5 separate regions of the Mus musculus genome follow, and all the other regions are linked to region 1. Evidence: chromatin contacts called from public Hi-C and promoter capture Hi-C data. All regions are on one chromosome and are shown on one strand. The core of a region is the stretch at or near the end of the contact, and the rest is flanking DNA. Distances in the headings are between cores, read along the strand shown.

The links. Promoter capture Hi-C pulls out the DNA fragments that hold promoters and counts their contacts. Hi-C and Micro-C count contacts between places; a contact is called where the count stands out from the background.
Region 2: a contact with region 1 is called in a promoter capture Hi-C map of stem cell-derived epiblast-like cells, with 4 times the contacts expected there. The contact joins the promoter of Cd247 here to the promoter of Aldh9a1 in region 1. A contact is called at or near these places in 3 of 39 promoter capture datasets (3T3-L1-derived adipocytes, liver and stem cell-derived epiblast-like cells).
Region 3: a contact with region 1 is called in a promoter capture Hi-C map of trophoblast stem cells, with 4 times the contacts expected there. The contact joins the enhancer-like site here to the promoter of Aldh9a1 in region 1. A contact is called at or near these places in 5 of 39 promoter capture datasets (the 3T3-L1 cell line, 3T3-L1-derived adipocytes, the C10 cell line and 2 more) and 2 of 115 datasets of contacts at active chromatin or transcription factors (embryonic stem cells and large pre-B cells).
Region 4: a Hi-C map of B cells shows a contact between it and region 1, with 6 read pairs. The contact joins the enhancer-like site here to the promoter of Aldh9a1 in region 1. A contact is called at or near these places in 1 of 39 promoter capture datasets (pre-B cells) and 1 of 484 Hi-C or Micro-C datasets (B cells).
Region 5: a contact with region 1 is called in a Hi-C map of B cells, with 6 read pairs. The contact joins the promoter of Pou2f1 here to the promoter of Aldh9a1 in region 1. A contact is called at or near these places in 2 of 39 promoter capture datasets (hippocampal neurons and pre-B cells), 1 of 484 Hi-C or Micro-C datasets (B cells), 1 of 115 datasets of contacts at active chromatin or transcription factors (large pre-B cells) and 1 of 9 other capture datasets (adipose tissue).

Annotation. Positions count from the first base shown.
Region 1 is chr1:167,348,613-167,351,431 of GRCm38.p6, reverse strand. It overlaps Aldh9a1 (aldehyde dehydrogenase 9, subfamily A1), which reads right to left and starts at 1,441. Exons shown (of 11, transcript NM_019993.4): 1 at 1,016-1,441. The coding sequence starts at 1,196. Gm24182 (a small nuclear RNA gene) reads right to left here and starts at 2,407; the gene lies at 2,301-2,407.
Region 2 is chr1:165,787,264-165,790,082 of GRCm38.p6, reverse strand. It overlaps Cd247 (CD247 antigen), which reads right to left and starts at 1,402. Exons shown (of 8, transcript NM_001113391.2): 1 at 1,197-1,402. The coding sequence starts at 1,254.
Region 3 is chr1:165,873,366-165,876,184 of GRCm38.p6, reverse strand. Pou2f1 (POU domain, class 2, transcription factor 1) reads left to right here. Exons shown (of 16, transcript NM_198932.3): 16 at 137-2,819. The coding sequence ends at 447. Among named protein-coding and RNA genes, the nearest start is that of Gm32999, 26 kb to the right of the region's middle. Within about 2 kb of position 1,369, at least 20 of the 459 cell types and tissues checked have an H3K27ac peak or open chromatin away from gene starts, as enhancers often do. A contact at or near this core is called in trophoblast stem cells, where this site is marked.
Region 4 is chr1:165,926,387-165,929,205 of GRCm38.p6, reverse strand. The region is part of intron 2 of Pou2f1 (POU domain, class 2, transcription factor 1); the gene reads left to right. Among named protein-coding and RNA genes, the nearest start is that of Pou2f1, 75 kb to the left of the region's middle. Within about 2 kb of position 1,450, at least 11 of the 459 cell types and tissues checked have an H3K27ac peak or open chromatin away from gene starts, as enhancers often do. A contact at or near this core is called in B cells, where this site is marked.
Region 5 is chr1:166,001,234-166,004,052 of GRCm38.p6, reverse strand. It overlaps Pou2f1 (POU domain, class 2, transcription factor 1), which reads left to right and starts at 1,419. Exons shown (of 16, transcript NM_198932.3): 1 at 1,419-1,491. The coding sequence starts at 1,431.

The sequences.
Region 1 (2,819 bases), core at 192-2,691:
GCCTGCGAGTAAAGGCAATGGCCAGAGCTCACCTGCGGGCAATGCTGCTTCTGTGCCTCTAAAGGGAGGCAGGCTGAGAAACTCTTCCCAGCTATCATGGCCTCTCCCATCAGTTCAGGTTCTGGCAAATCCCTGCCTCGTGGAGGTCAGTGTACTTTTACTTCTCTCACTAAACAAGCCCTTCTGGCTTACAGAACACATTTTTTTTCCCTGCTCTGAATATTCAATAAGAATAATCAAAACAAACACAAAAGTCAACCCAAAGTCCAAGAAACAAAGAACTCGCTTCCTCCTTAGTTTGTGCTAAGGGTTTGCTCCAAAGCATTAAGTGCTTGCAAGGATGAACTGTAGAAATCTAATGAACATCGTGATTACAGCTAATAATACCGTAAAATACATATTCACTTAAAATCTGCCAAGTGTGCAGAGCATGAAAGTTCTCACTACTCATAGGTGGAAACTACGTGGAGATAACGGATAAGTTCATTAATTAACAGTGGTAAGCACTACACGTGATTACACATGTTCAATGTTTTTTTTTCTCTCTCTCTCTTGTTAACCTGGAGAGCTAGCAGGCACTAAAGCTAAACAGATGTTGTCGGCTGCTGTTTTTTTTTTTCTCTCCTTTCCCAACTCTCATCGAAGTTCAGAAATATCCCAGCACTAGAAGGGGGAAGGTCATGTGGATCATGCATAACAGAAATCACCTGTGAGTCAACATCCCAGTAGCAGACTCTCCTGCAGGCCCAGCTCTCAAAACTCAAAAGACCCACAGGTTCTACGCCAGACTCTCCTGCTCCAGCCATGTAGTTACTCCCGGCCCCCCAGCGCACCCCACCGCACCCATAGCGCCCCCTCTTTTCCAGGAGCCTCCCCAACATTCTGTGCTCCGTGCTGCGACCACGCAAGTTCAGCAACCCTTGGCGGAGAGCTCGGAAGGACTCGGGGCAGCAGACTCAGTGCACAGGGCCGGGGAAGACCCACCCCATCCGCGTGCCGCCCCGCGCCAGGTTACCGGTGGCTGGCTCGAACGCTTTCTCCGTGCCGGAAGCATCCACCGGCTCCACACGGGCCCCGCCGCGGTAGTTGAGCGGCTGCGACACGACGAAGGTGCCAGTACTCATGGCGGCGACTGCTGCAGCCCGGTGAATGCGGAGGAGCGAGGTCAGCACAGAACCGACTGCACCGAGGATCATCTGCTACGCGTGCAAAGCGTCCGGAAGCCCCAGCAGATTACTACTGGAGGGGGAGATAGCGCGGTAACGAGGAGGGAGTGGCGAGGGGCGGAATCTCTGGGGCGTGGCCCATGGAAAGAGGCGACCCTGGCTGGGCAGGGGTGGACCACTAGGGAACAGGACCTCGGGGAGGTGTGGACCGTGAGTGTGAAGACCCGGGGCCCTCAAGGAGAGCCCAGTAGAGCCCACTGGGAGGAAGGGACAGTGGGAGGGGCGTGGCCTCGTGCCACGAGGGGGTGTGGCGTGAGAGGACGGCCAATGAGAGCCTAGAGTGAGTAGCTTGGGCCTAGTCAGCATAATTAAGGGCCTGGTGAGAGCTTCTGGGGCTGGAACTGGAAGACCTTTGGCCTAGATAATTACGTGGAACACCACACCACCCAAGTCCTCCGGTCCAGATCCCGAAGGAGTTCCTGGAAGGATAATGAGACCCCTTCTACTGGGCCTGCAAGCTTTTGCAACATTCTCCTTACTGTATTTCTTTGATTTCTTTTTGTGCTTTGTAGAAGCACAGTATTAGGGAATGTGTTCTTCTTTTTTTCTTTTTTTTTATTAGATATTTTCTTTATATACATTTCAAATGCTATCCCGAAAGTTCCCTATACCCTTCCCCTGCTCTGCTCCCCTACCCACCCACTCCCTCTTCTTGGCCCTGACATTCCCCTGTACTGGGGCATATAAAGTTTGCAATATACCAAGGGACCTCTCTTCCCAATGATGGCCGACTAGGCCATCTTCTGATACATATGCAGCTAGAGATACGAGCTCTAGGGGCACTGGTTAGTTCGTATTGTTGTTCCACCTATAGGGTTGCAGACTCCTTCAGCTCCTTGGGTGCTTTCTCTAGCTTCTCCATTGGGGGCTCTGTGTTCCATCTTTTAAAAGACTGTGAGCATCCACTTCTGTATTTGCCAGGCACTGGCATAGCCTCATACAAGACAACTATAACAGGGTCCCTTCAGCAAAATCTTTCTGGCATATACAATAGTGTCTGGGTTTGGTGGCTGAGTGTGGGATGGATCCCCGGGTGGGGTAGTCTCTAGATAGTCCATCCTTTCGTCTTAGCTCAAAAATATGGAACGCTTCACGAATTTGCGTGTCATCCTTGCGCAGGGGCCATGCTAATCTTCTCTGTATCGTTCCAATTTTAGTATATGTGCTGCCGAAGCGAGCATGGAATGTGTTCTTCTAATTTAGTAAAAATTTTGGTCAATTTTCTCAGCTCTCTGTACGAATTAATCTTTTCAGTGCCTCTGAGATGTGTAGGTTTGGGTCCTCAAATGGAAACAGCAGTACCCAATTAAGAACACCTAGGCCCGAACTCAAAGGACTGCTTTTGTTGGGGTTGGTCAGAAACATCTGGAAACATCTGGCCTGGGTCAAGATCATTGACAGGTACAGAGATAACAGCTGGTCGTTTTGTGGCCAGTTGTGTTTAAAGTATTCTGCCCAGCCATCCCATGTTGATTTGTTACATTTAGATCGTCTGATGTATGTTCCAGAAATGTGACCATGGCATCTGTTGATCTAATCGTGGCAATAAAAGTAGAGTGTGACCCAAACCCAATGAAAGTCAACAGCAAAATT
Region 2 (2,819 bases), core at 153-2,652, 1.6 Mb after region 1:
CCCATTCCTGAGCCCTCAGAACCCCATGACGCTAGCCCAGGACTGTGCAGTTTCCTGGTGGTAACAATCATGTGTTGGCCATTCCTGCCTTGTCACCCGACAAACTGTCACCCTCAGGAGAGCTCTAAATTGGAGGAAGGGTACCCCTTACAGCTACCATCCTTGTCTTTCTAGATTCAAATACAGATTGTCCCATTTCTTGTAAAACGGCCATGACACCAATCTTGTGAGTGGTGTCTTTTGTCTTCTGTTCCCTCGCTTCCACCCCGACTGCTGAACTAGGAAGCACACTAAGGCTACCGCATGCCAAATGCCAGGCATTGGAGGGATGCAGTGGGCTCTGGCGCAAGTTGTCTTCTGGGCTGGTTGTGACTCGTGATGGTCACGTATTAACACATATTCTTCAACCTGTTGCTAGCATTTCTGTCCGTGTCTCTGGCTGCTTGGCTCAGATAGAGAGCCATGTGAGTATATCACAGAGAATCAGTATGTCATAGGGTAGCTGGTGGCTGTGATGTGGGGGACAGCCTTGACAGGGTGAGCTTAGACTTAAATGCTCTGGGCCAGAAGGTGGCAATGCGCCTTGCAAAAGGCTGCAAATATGGATGCCTACTCCGTACGCCTCCCTCCCTCCCTGCCTCAAGTTCTCTTGTAGGGGCTCGGCCTCTACCAGATGTTTCAGGATACTCAGGGTCACAGGCCATGACCCTTTCTGACTGACCATGGCAATGTCCTTTATTGGCAAAGGAGGAAAGAACGGGGCTGAGCGGCAATGCCAACCAGAGAGGGGCGGAAGGAGTCATGATATCTGGAAACCAGAGTAGAGGAGCGAGGCCTAGCTGGCTGGTGTTTCGGATCCTGTGCCGCTTCTCCCGTCCGCGCAGAGCTGTCTCAGTTGCTGACTCGCTGCGTTTCTCCTTGCCCTTTCCCTCCACAGTCTTTTTCTTTTGCCTTTATCATTAGACAATCTACAACTGTGTTTTCAAACAGCTGGCCCCCAACCGATAACCAGCTTGGCTGTCACAGAGCAGACGCCTGGGTGGGACCCAAGCCCACACTGCCGCTGCCCACTCTGCCCGTTGACTTTGGGAAGACAAGCTTTAAAAGAAGCACCAGGTCCTTGGCACCCCTCCGCTGCCCCTCAGACACACGGAGAGGCTCTAAAAGGGTCGAGCCGCGGGAAACAGAGCCCTTACCTGCTCCTGGGAACCGCACGTGGAGGATGCAGGCGAGAACAGACACTTTCCACTTCATCTTCTGCTTCCCTGGGATGGTACCCAGAGGCAGAGGCAGAGGCAGCTATGCCTGGGAGGATGAGGAGAAAAGGAGGCGCTGATGGAGTCTCTGCTGGCTTTGTTCTGTGGCTGACACCCCAGGAAGTGGAGGACTGTGGGCCTTTGAGACAGCACCTGCCAGCAAGACACCCTCTCACTCCCCCTCTCGATTCATAGGCAGGAAGTTCTGAAGGTTTGGAGGTTTGGGGTGTAAGAATGTGCATCCGTCTGAATTTTGCTTTTTCTTCAATTTGACTGTAGTTTAATGTACTTTTTTATTATTTTAATTCTTTACTAATTTGTACGTGACTCTCAATTGCTGAAGTCAGACCCTAGGCATATATCTAAGTTGCTGTGTGGCCTTGAAGCATCTCCAGACGTCAGCTTCTTTATCTGAAGCACAAAGAAAGGAGGATATTTGAGGTATAGTTCTGAACTTGGCCTCAATTCAGACCATAAATAGTGTGAAATACTATAGCTTACATTGTTTTCAAAATTCTTTTCCCTGAGACAAATCTCACTATTTAATCCAGGCTGGTCTTGAACTCACAATTTTCCCTCCTCAGCTTTCCACAGGTCAAGATTACAGTATGTGCCACCAAACCGAGGTCACATGCTTCCTCTAATTGTCAACTTTTCACCCTTGGGGTCATTTACAGTAAGAAAACGATAAAAGTCAGGCCTAGATTGCCTGCCTGTAAATCGTATCACTCATGTGGCAAAGGCAGGAGGAGTGTGAGTTTGAGGTCACACTGGACTAACAGTGAATACCTGGCCAACTTGAGCTGTGTAGCAAGACTGCCTCAAAACAAAATAAAAAATAAAACTGAGAAATAAGCATAACGGAGAGTTGTAGGTGAGTGTACACAAGCTTTGAGACGGGACAGAGACCCGGAAAGGATCATGTGGATGGGAGGGTGCCTCTGGTTTCTTTGATTTAAAAAAGAAAGTCAAGAAGTCCACAGTTACTTTTCAGTCTACCAGCCTTCTAAATGGAAAGACAATATTATCAAATCTGGAGGCAGAGAGCTGGTTCAGGTAGTTTCTGCCAAGCCTGACAGTCTGAATTCCATCTTCAGAGCCCACATGGTAGATGGGAAGCCATTCTTGTAAGATGTCCTCTGAGCTACACACACACACACACACACACACACACACACACGCACACACATAAACCACACACATACATACACCATACACACATATACCACACACATGGCATACATACACATATATACCACACATACATACACACACATCATACACACATATACTATACACATACATACCACAAATACATACACATACACACACCATACACAAATATACCTCACACATACATACACCATACACACATATACCACACACATAACATACATACATGTACATAGCACATATACATACACACACCACACACATACATACACCATATACACATATATACATACACATACACACCACACATACATACATGCACCATACACACATACATATACCACACACACATATACCACACACACATATACCACACACATACATACATAT
Region 3 (2,819 bases), core at 120-2,619, 1.5 Mb after region 1:
ATCACAGTGGAGGGGAGAGTCAGCAAAGAGGCACACTCTGCTACTGAGTAGGAGTTAGCTGGTGTGTTATCTGTGTTATCTGGCTTCTCCAGGATGAAATTTAATGTTCTTCCTGTTCTGGGCTCTTTGTCTATAGCTCTTGCTTCTAGTGGCTCTCTTCCAATAACGTCTCTGGATGCAACTGGGAACCTGGTATTTGCCAATGCAGGAGGAGCCCCGAACATCGTGACTGCACCTCTGTTCCTGAACCCTCAGAACCTCTCTCTGCTCACCAGCAACCCAGTAAGCTTGGTTTCTGCCGCTGCAGCCTCCACAGGGAACTCTGCACCTACAGCCAGCCTTCATGCCTCCTCCACCTCAACTGAGTCCATCCAGAGCTCTCTGTTCACAGTCGCCTCTGCCAGTGGGCCTGCTTCCACCACCACAGCTGCCTCCAAGGCACAGTGAGCTGAGTGCAGAGCTGGGTTGCCACAGGCTTTCCTCACTACAGGGTGATAGGCTGGCTACCAGCTGCTTAAGAAAATGACACCTGTCATTGGCTTCCTCCCACCATGTTGTGAGGAGGAAGAAGACATGGAGAGAAGAAAAAATTACACATACCAGAAAAAGGAAAGAATGGAGACAGGACAGCATTTGCCTAATTTTATAATAAAACAATGTCTTTTCAGGATTGCTTCATGGATTGGAGAACTTTCTAACCAAAAATTTTAAAAGAAAAAAAAAAAAAAAGAAACAAAAACAGACAGACAAAACTAAGTGAAAGGCCTACTTACCATGTCCAGCAGTCATGACGACAAGCTAAGGTGGGTCACCAGTTCCAGGAGAGGAAGGGGTCTTTTTCTTTTTCTTTCTTTCTTTTATGTTATTGTTTTGGTTTGGTTTTTTTGGTTTTTTTTTTTCTTTTAAAAAAAAAATCATTTTTATAGGTCTGTTGTACAGACCATTAAGTCATAACAAGGTGTTTATAATCATATCAATTGTGTTGGGGGTTCCTTTCTTAACTGGTACAATTTAGGCAGGCCTGTATTACTGTATCTCTGATATTGTTTGTTTATACATATATATATATATATATATCTATATATATATATTGAACATGTTTATCTCTTGCTCCTGGATCCTGTTTCAGTGAGCGCCCACACTGTGGGGAGGGAGGGTTTGGGATCAAGGGAGACTTAGGTCCTTAACTCCTGGGAATGTTCGTGCTGGTTTCCTTATCCTTGGTGACTCTTACAGAGGTGCTAGAAAACGATTTTCTTTTGCCACTTATGCAAGAGGCTTGGTGCAGAAGCTGAAGGCAGTGTGTGCAAACACTTCTGCCTTACACACGCCCCTCCCCATCAGGCGGTGCCTTTGGAGCACTTGTGTGTAGGAAGGAATTCCTGCTGAGCCGTGGCTCTCACTCACCCCGAATCATTGAGCAGCCTGAGGCCCAGACCCTGTGGTGCAACAGTGACGCTTCCTTCTACTTCCCATGGGAACAGCTGTGCCTGTTGCAGGGCAGGGTTTGGTTCCGAAGAGCAAAGACTACTGCAGACACCTGACTTGGTGGCTCTCCTGATTTCTTATCTCTTAAAAAAATGCTCCTACTGTTAGTGTTTGTTTGTTTGCTTGTTTGTTTTTTCATTTTATGAAAAATTTTCATCCAAACTTCCTTTTATTTACTTGGTCAGAATCGAATTGGCATACTGAAGTTGTGCGACAGTTCTCTCCCTTGTTTTCTAAAGCAATTCTGTTGAACTGTTTTCTACTAACGAGGTATCCCAGAGAGGTCAGTATGAAGAGCCTGAGCGAGTGTACCACCGTTCTCTAGAGAGTCACAGACTTCCTGTCCACTGAGTGGGTCACAAGTTTCTCCAAGCCTGAGAGTCTCCTCAGTCCCCTGACTGACAGAGGCCCTTTCCTGGCTGGGCAAGGGATCTGTGGAACTTCAGAGAGATGCTGAGCAAGAACTTCTCAGCCTCAAGTGTCTCTTGGTTGGTTAGGCCCCTGCTAAGTAGATCTGATGACGACATGCATCTCCTATTTGATGTAAAAAGTGATTTCCTCCTGTAATTGCTTTCAGGGTGTTTCTAGACTACATAAATGAGCCCATTGAAAAGGAAGAACTTGTGAAAATGGATGAAGATGGATGAGGGCAATTTAGAGACTAAATTCCCCCATTTGTCAATATCCTATTATTATACTATCTGTACCAGAATTTTTACAAATGACGGAATCACTGCAGTGAAGCTCTGAGTTGCCCTTACTGGAGTTAAAGGTTCCCATTTGGCGTCTGAGGGCACTTGCTTCAGTTCCTGGTGGTCTGCACTTTGAGCTGGGAGTGACTCTCCTTCTGATTGCTTTGCTTTGCCGCAGGAAACTGTGCATTTGTTTCTCTGCAGAGAAAAAGTTCAGCGAGGCAGTAGCAGACACAGATGTGTACCTTTTTTGTTGTTGTTTCTCAGTTGGGAGAAGGTCATACTAATATTAAAGGTCAAAAACATTTTGATCCCTTTAATTTTTTTTAGTTCCTTTTGGTTATTTCCCAGAGTATTTAATTTTCACCCCTGAATAATTTCTTTTACCTTTAACTTTTCCTAAAATCCCTCCAAAAATCAGTGAACTGCAAGCAGGGAAACTCACAGATGCTCATCCACCTATTTTGTATGGTGTGGGTGTTTTGTTTGTTTTGTTTTGTTTTTTAAACTAAGCTTGAACCAAAGTCAATTCTTAGCAAGCTGCTGTACTAATGGACTAATGGTTATAATGTGCAGTTCAAACACAGTGAGGAGATAGATGCTACTGACAATTCTTACTCATTTTTCTTGATTAATTTT
Region 4 (2,819 bases), core at 201-2,700, 1.4 Mb after region 1:
AGATTATCTTGAGTTTCAGGCCAGGCTAGACTACATAACAAGACCTTGCTTGCCTCAAGAAAAGAAAACGTGAAACACAGTGACACCATTTGTGCCATGATAAAGAAAATAGTAGCTTATTTAGATCATGTTATGCCTGTTTTAGTTTTCATTTTAAAATTCAGTGAACTATATAGACTGTTTGCTCTTTTTCATTTGTTTAGTAATTTGTGTGTGTGGGGGGGTTGTTTGTTTGTTTTTGTAGTTCATGAAAAAGTCCAGATTTTAAAGAAAGGAGCCCTGAATATTATATAAAACCAAAGTCTAAAACTTTATAGGTTCAGGAGACAGTTGTGTCGACCTCTTTTTCCTAAAATGATCACAGCTAAGAGTTTGCTTTATAAGATTTTAAGGGTAATGAGAGGTATGAAGGTCAGGCATTCTGACCATGCATTTTAGACAGACAATCTTCATATGCACACAGAAAATTTGTGATTCAGGTTTGTTCAGGATTCTGTCTTATATGTAAAATGTTATAGGTGTTATTACTAGATTTGGTACAAACAGATGAGACTCACAGTCTTCTTAACAATCTACCAAAAGCCAAGACATTAACAAAACTGGTTCTGGATAGTTTATGGTGAGTTATCCAAGATCAAGCATAGAAGAGCAACATAATGTTATTAAATGGCCTGCCTACCTGTCTCCCTCCCTCCCTCCCTCCCTTCCTTCCTTCCTTCCTTCGTAAATTATTTTTTAAGTGGGGTATAGTGTGGTACATGACTTTAGAATCAGCACTTGGGAGGAGTTGCAAAGAAATAAATACAACACACCAAAATAGATTCAAAAGACTGTACAACTCAAGGAACTTCTTTCTATCCCATTAGATTATACATTCAGAACAGAAGCTATTAAGCTTCCTTCACGTTGAATTTTATACTTCACTATCTAATATATTTTTATGCGGTATCAGCTATCAAAACCAAAAAAAAATCCGTGGCAGAGTTAGAAAAGAAATTAGCTTCGTATCCCTTGTATTTGTATCTGTTTCCTACATTCAGTCAGTCCTTCCCTCACCCCCATAACCTTTCTTCTTCTTTTTTCTACATGTGGTATCATGGCCCATGTACATTTATTTGCATATAACTGGCTAGTTTCCACATGAGGGAGATGATGTATTTTTTTCTTTCTGAGGTTAGGTAACGTCATTTAATATTACACAATCAAAGTCCATCAATTTTTCTGCACATTTTGTGATTACATTTTTCGTTAGAACTTTATAGAATTTCGTTTTATATATCATATTTTCATTGGCCATTCATCTGTTGACAGACCAGATTCCAATTTCTTGCTTTAGTGAATAAAGCAGCAAGGGGTGTAAATATCTCTATGATAGATTGTGGAGTTGTGGGTATGGGCCCAGGAGTGACAGAGTAAGATCATGTAGTAGTTCTATTTTTAATTATTTGAGAAATTTCCAAGCTGATTTCCACAATGACTACACTAATTTGCATATCTCCCAACAGTAGTGTCACCACATCTTCTATCACATTTGTCGTACTTACTGATGGCAGCCATTCTCACTGGGGTGAGGTCTTATCTCAGAGTAGTTTAAATTCTTATTTCCCTGTTGGCTAGGGATATTAACACATTAAAAATAGTTATTGGCCATTTTTGTTTGTTTGTTTCTTTTCTTAAGTTATCTATTTAGCTTATCTGCCCATTTGTTAATTGGCAGTTTTATTTCCTTGGTATTTGACTTCTGCAGCTCTTTGTAAATTCTGAACATTAGCCCTCTGTCTGAAGTGTGATATAAAGATGTTCTGCCATTCTGTATGTAGGGTGTCAGTTTGTTCTGTTGATTATTTCTTTTAATGAATTTTTAAATACACTTATAGGCAAGGTAAAATGAACCACCATTGAGGGAGAAAGTGTACAAATTAAAACAAGTGGGTTGGGGGAGAAACCAGAGTTCTCATTTCAAGAAGCCACATGAATGTTGATGGTTGTTGTGGCTTGCCTGTAAGTCCAGCCTTGAAAAGCAGTGGTAGAGCTTTCTCTAAGCAAGCTGGCTAGCAAGACTACTCAGTGAATATGGAGGAAGTGATCAAGTATGATTCCTAACATCAATCTCATGTGCAGTGAACTATGCACATATAGAAACATGCATACACACCACACACATGATGGCAGCAGTACACAGAACAGATGGTTAGCTTTGTAAGAAAGTTGAGAAGAAGACAGGAGAACTGCATTTGTGGTCTCCAGTACTCCAGGTGCCTACTGCACCCAGAGGACTCACTGCAGTGCAGTAAGATAATGATTTTGATATCAAATTCATTTTACAGAAAAATACATATAAAAAATAAGCAGTCAACATTGAGACTATTCCTTAAGAAGTATGTGATTCATGAGAATTCAGTATAAGGAAAAATGTATTTCCAAGTTGGAAAGAAAGTGTTATGGAAGACATCATTAGAGGAGGTAGAGTTTATGCTGCCCATTGAAGAATGGGTTACAGTTAAACATAATGGTGGTTGGCATTTTACCCTCAGCATGAAGAAGCAATAAAAGCTAAGATGAAGTTAAAGAAAGATGTACCAAGTCTCTCTCTCTCTCTCTCTCTCTCTCTCTCTCTCTCTCTCTCTCTCTCTCTCTCTCTCTCTCTCTCAAATTATGGTATGTTGTATGATCTCCAGACCCTTTTCTGTTTAGTCATTCCCAAAATTACAGAATTACATTCTTGTAGAGACTTTAATTTAGCCAGTATTACTACATTGGCTTTCTTTTTCATTGGAATTGGAATTGATCTTCTATCTTGCTTTGTGTGTTGCATGCAC
Region 5 (2,819 bases), core at 170-2,669, 1.3 Mb after region 1:
GCAGAACCTGCAGTTTTACCCAGTTGAAACTTAGGAATACCCCTCTCAAGGACAGCCTAGGACCTATTTATTCTTACCACACAATATTTTTGTTTTTATCCTTAGAAATTTTTTTAGGAAAATCTTGGGACTTGTCAAGAATTAGTAAAATAGATTTGGGTCTTCATCCAGGCCTTTTTTTTTTTTTTTTTTTTTTTTTTTTTTTGCAATAAAGGAGCAATCTGGGCAATATTTTGGCTAATTACTTAGGAAGATGGTCACAAGAGGAATATCACCACCCCCACCCCCCGCCCCCCGCGATCGTATTTACTGAACGACAGAGCAAAGAGAATTCGTAACCGTTGGCGCTATTGCCAACTTGCATGGTTTTAATCAGGTCAGTTTACAATTAGCCTTTAAAAGGTGCTCCAGAAGAAAAAAAAAAAAAAAGAAAAAAGAATCCCTACGCAGATGGGGTCTGTTTGTTTCGCACGGGTGGGCGCGTGCAAGGGCGTCCGGGCGACTCGGACGGCCGCTCCCACAGAGGCTGGGCCGGGCACGCGCGACAAGTGGAGGCGACTCTTTGCCTGGCTAATTAGAGCCGCCAGGACACGCCCCCAGGAGTCCGCCCGCCGGCCCCGCCCCGAATCTGCGGCGTGGGCTGAGGCGCGGGGCGGGGATTAGCTCGGATTCAAATTTAAAGCGGGACGTCCGCGCGTGGCCCAGCAGGTGCCTCGTGCCCGTTGCCCGCCGAGGGCGTTTCCGCCCCCACCTGCACACAGGGCCGGAAATTACCTCGGCGGGGAGCGGTCCCCTCCATTGTCGCAGTCAACTGCGAGGGAGTCCTGAAAAAGTGCGCGGCCGTGGAGCGCTCGCTAGTCCCTCACGCGTGTCCTCGCGGCGAGACGCCGGGCATGTTGCCCTTTTACAGTACCGCCGTGGAAACCCCGAACTTATCCGGGAGGGGACTAACACGGAAGACGGGAAGCCCATCCCGAGACGTAAACAAGCACTTGACATACTACACTTTGGGGTGAAGCCGCGCTCCCGGGGGGAGGGAGGGGGCGAAGAGACGCGCATGCGCTTCCTACCTCTCCGGCGCGTGGAGAAAACTGCGCGTGCGCACAGCGGCGCGGACGGGAGGGGGAAAGAAAAAAAAACAAAACAAGGAAGAGATGATTGGCAGGTTAGGGGGCACTTTAGAAGCCTGAGGGGGCGGGGTCCCTGCAGCCTGGACGCGCGTGCGCACCGCGCGCGCAGGGGGGTGGAGCTCTTCCAAGGGGGCCGGCGGAGAGCAGCGCCGGCCTCGGGCGCCCCCTGGCGCGCGCCTCGGGAGAGGAAGGAACGGGAGGGTGCGGAGAGGAGGGAGGCGGCGAGCAGGGCGGGAGGGGGAGGGGAGCGGGAGCGAGGGAGGGTTTATCGACCGGGCGATTTTGGTTAAAATATTCAAAATGGCGGACGGAGGAGCAGCGAGTCAAGATGAGAGTTCAGCCGCGGCGGCAGCAGCAGCAGGTAATCATTACAGCATTTTACATATTCATATTCATACTCGAGCCGGGCTCCCGCTGCCCCCCCCGCGACTTAGCATAATTTATTAGTACTCAGGATTATTATAATTAACGGCGAGGAGATGGGGGGCCGGGGAACACAGCCCCCTCTGGGCGCCGAGCGGAGGGGGAAAAGGAGCTCGGAGCGGCCGGGCGGAGGGGGAAGAAGACCCGGGGCAAAGGGGGCTGTGAGCCACCGCGCTCCTCCTGCCCCCGGCCCACCCCGCGGCTGCCGCGCCGGCCCGCCCGCCGGCACCGGCCCTCCTCCTCCGCCGGCCGCCGCCGCCTCCTCGCACGGTGCCCGAATCTAAGCGGGTCCACGGCAGGCGGCGGGGCCGGGGCACCGGGAGAGGACAATAAAGACATTTTACATATTCATAGCTGCTGGGCTGGCGGGGCGCGGCGGGGTGCGGGCGGGAGACCTGGACGGGCGGTGGGGGGGCGTGGAGGGGCCAGAGGTGGCGGCGAGCACAATGCCGGTGGGCGGCGGGGCCCGAGCGGACCCCGGTGGCCGGACACCCGCGCGGCGCCCCCCCAGGATTGGGAGCCGGCGCGGGCTCGGGCTGGGGAACGCTGCTCGCTGCGGGACGCACCGGGGAGTGGTGCCCTGCCCCCGGCCGTGCGGGGGGTCCGCGTGGGGCCGAGCCCGGGGGTCACGGCCCGGGGCCCCTCAGCCGCGCCCTGCTCGTGCCCGGGGCAGCGGCCTGACCCCAGCCAGTCCGTGTCTCTGGTTAGGGGCAGCGTGGCGTGGGCCCTGTGAGCTGGCCTTCGGGTTGTGAGCTCGCTCTGGGGTCCCCCGGACCCTTTGGAGGCTGGGCTAGGTGGGAGGAACCCTCGGGGAAGTTCCCCTCCGTGGAAATGGCTTCGGTTGTCCGTGTGTCCCGGGCCCTCACCCAGAGGTCCGCGCTGCTGTGGGTCGCGCGGGACAGTTGGGTTGGAGGTGCTCGCGGGGTCTGGTAGCTCCTCCGCGCACATCCCCCCCCCCCCACGCGCTGGTAGCCTTGGGGACCCTCTCGCTCTGAGGCCTCGGAGCTCTCGGAGGTCACCCGAGAACTGGACCGTAAAGGATTGCCCTCCTGCCCTCAAAGGGCTGGCCTGACAAGTTGATCATATTCTAGATTTCTCCTGTACTGCGGGGAGCGGGGGTGGTGGCTAGACACGGAGATCCCCCTCCCTGACTGTGTGTGGTAGTGCTTTCTAGCTGCGTGCTGGGTCTTCTCTACTTGCTTCTCATTTGAATAATGTCTAATTCAGGGAGGTTTATATTCTTGAAATGGCCGCCTGGCTTTCCCC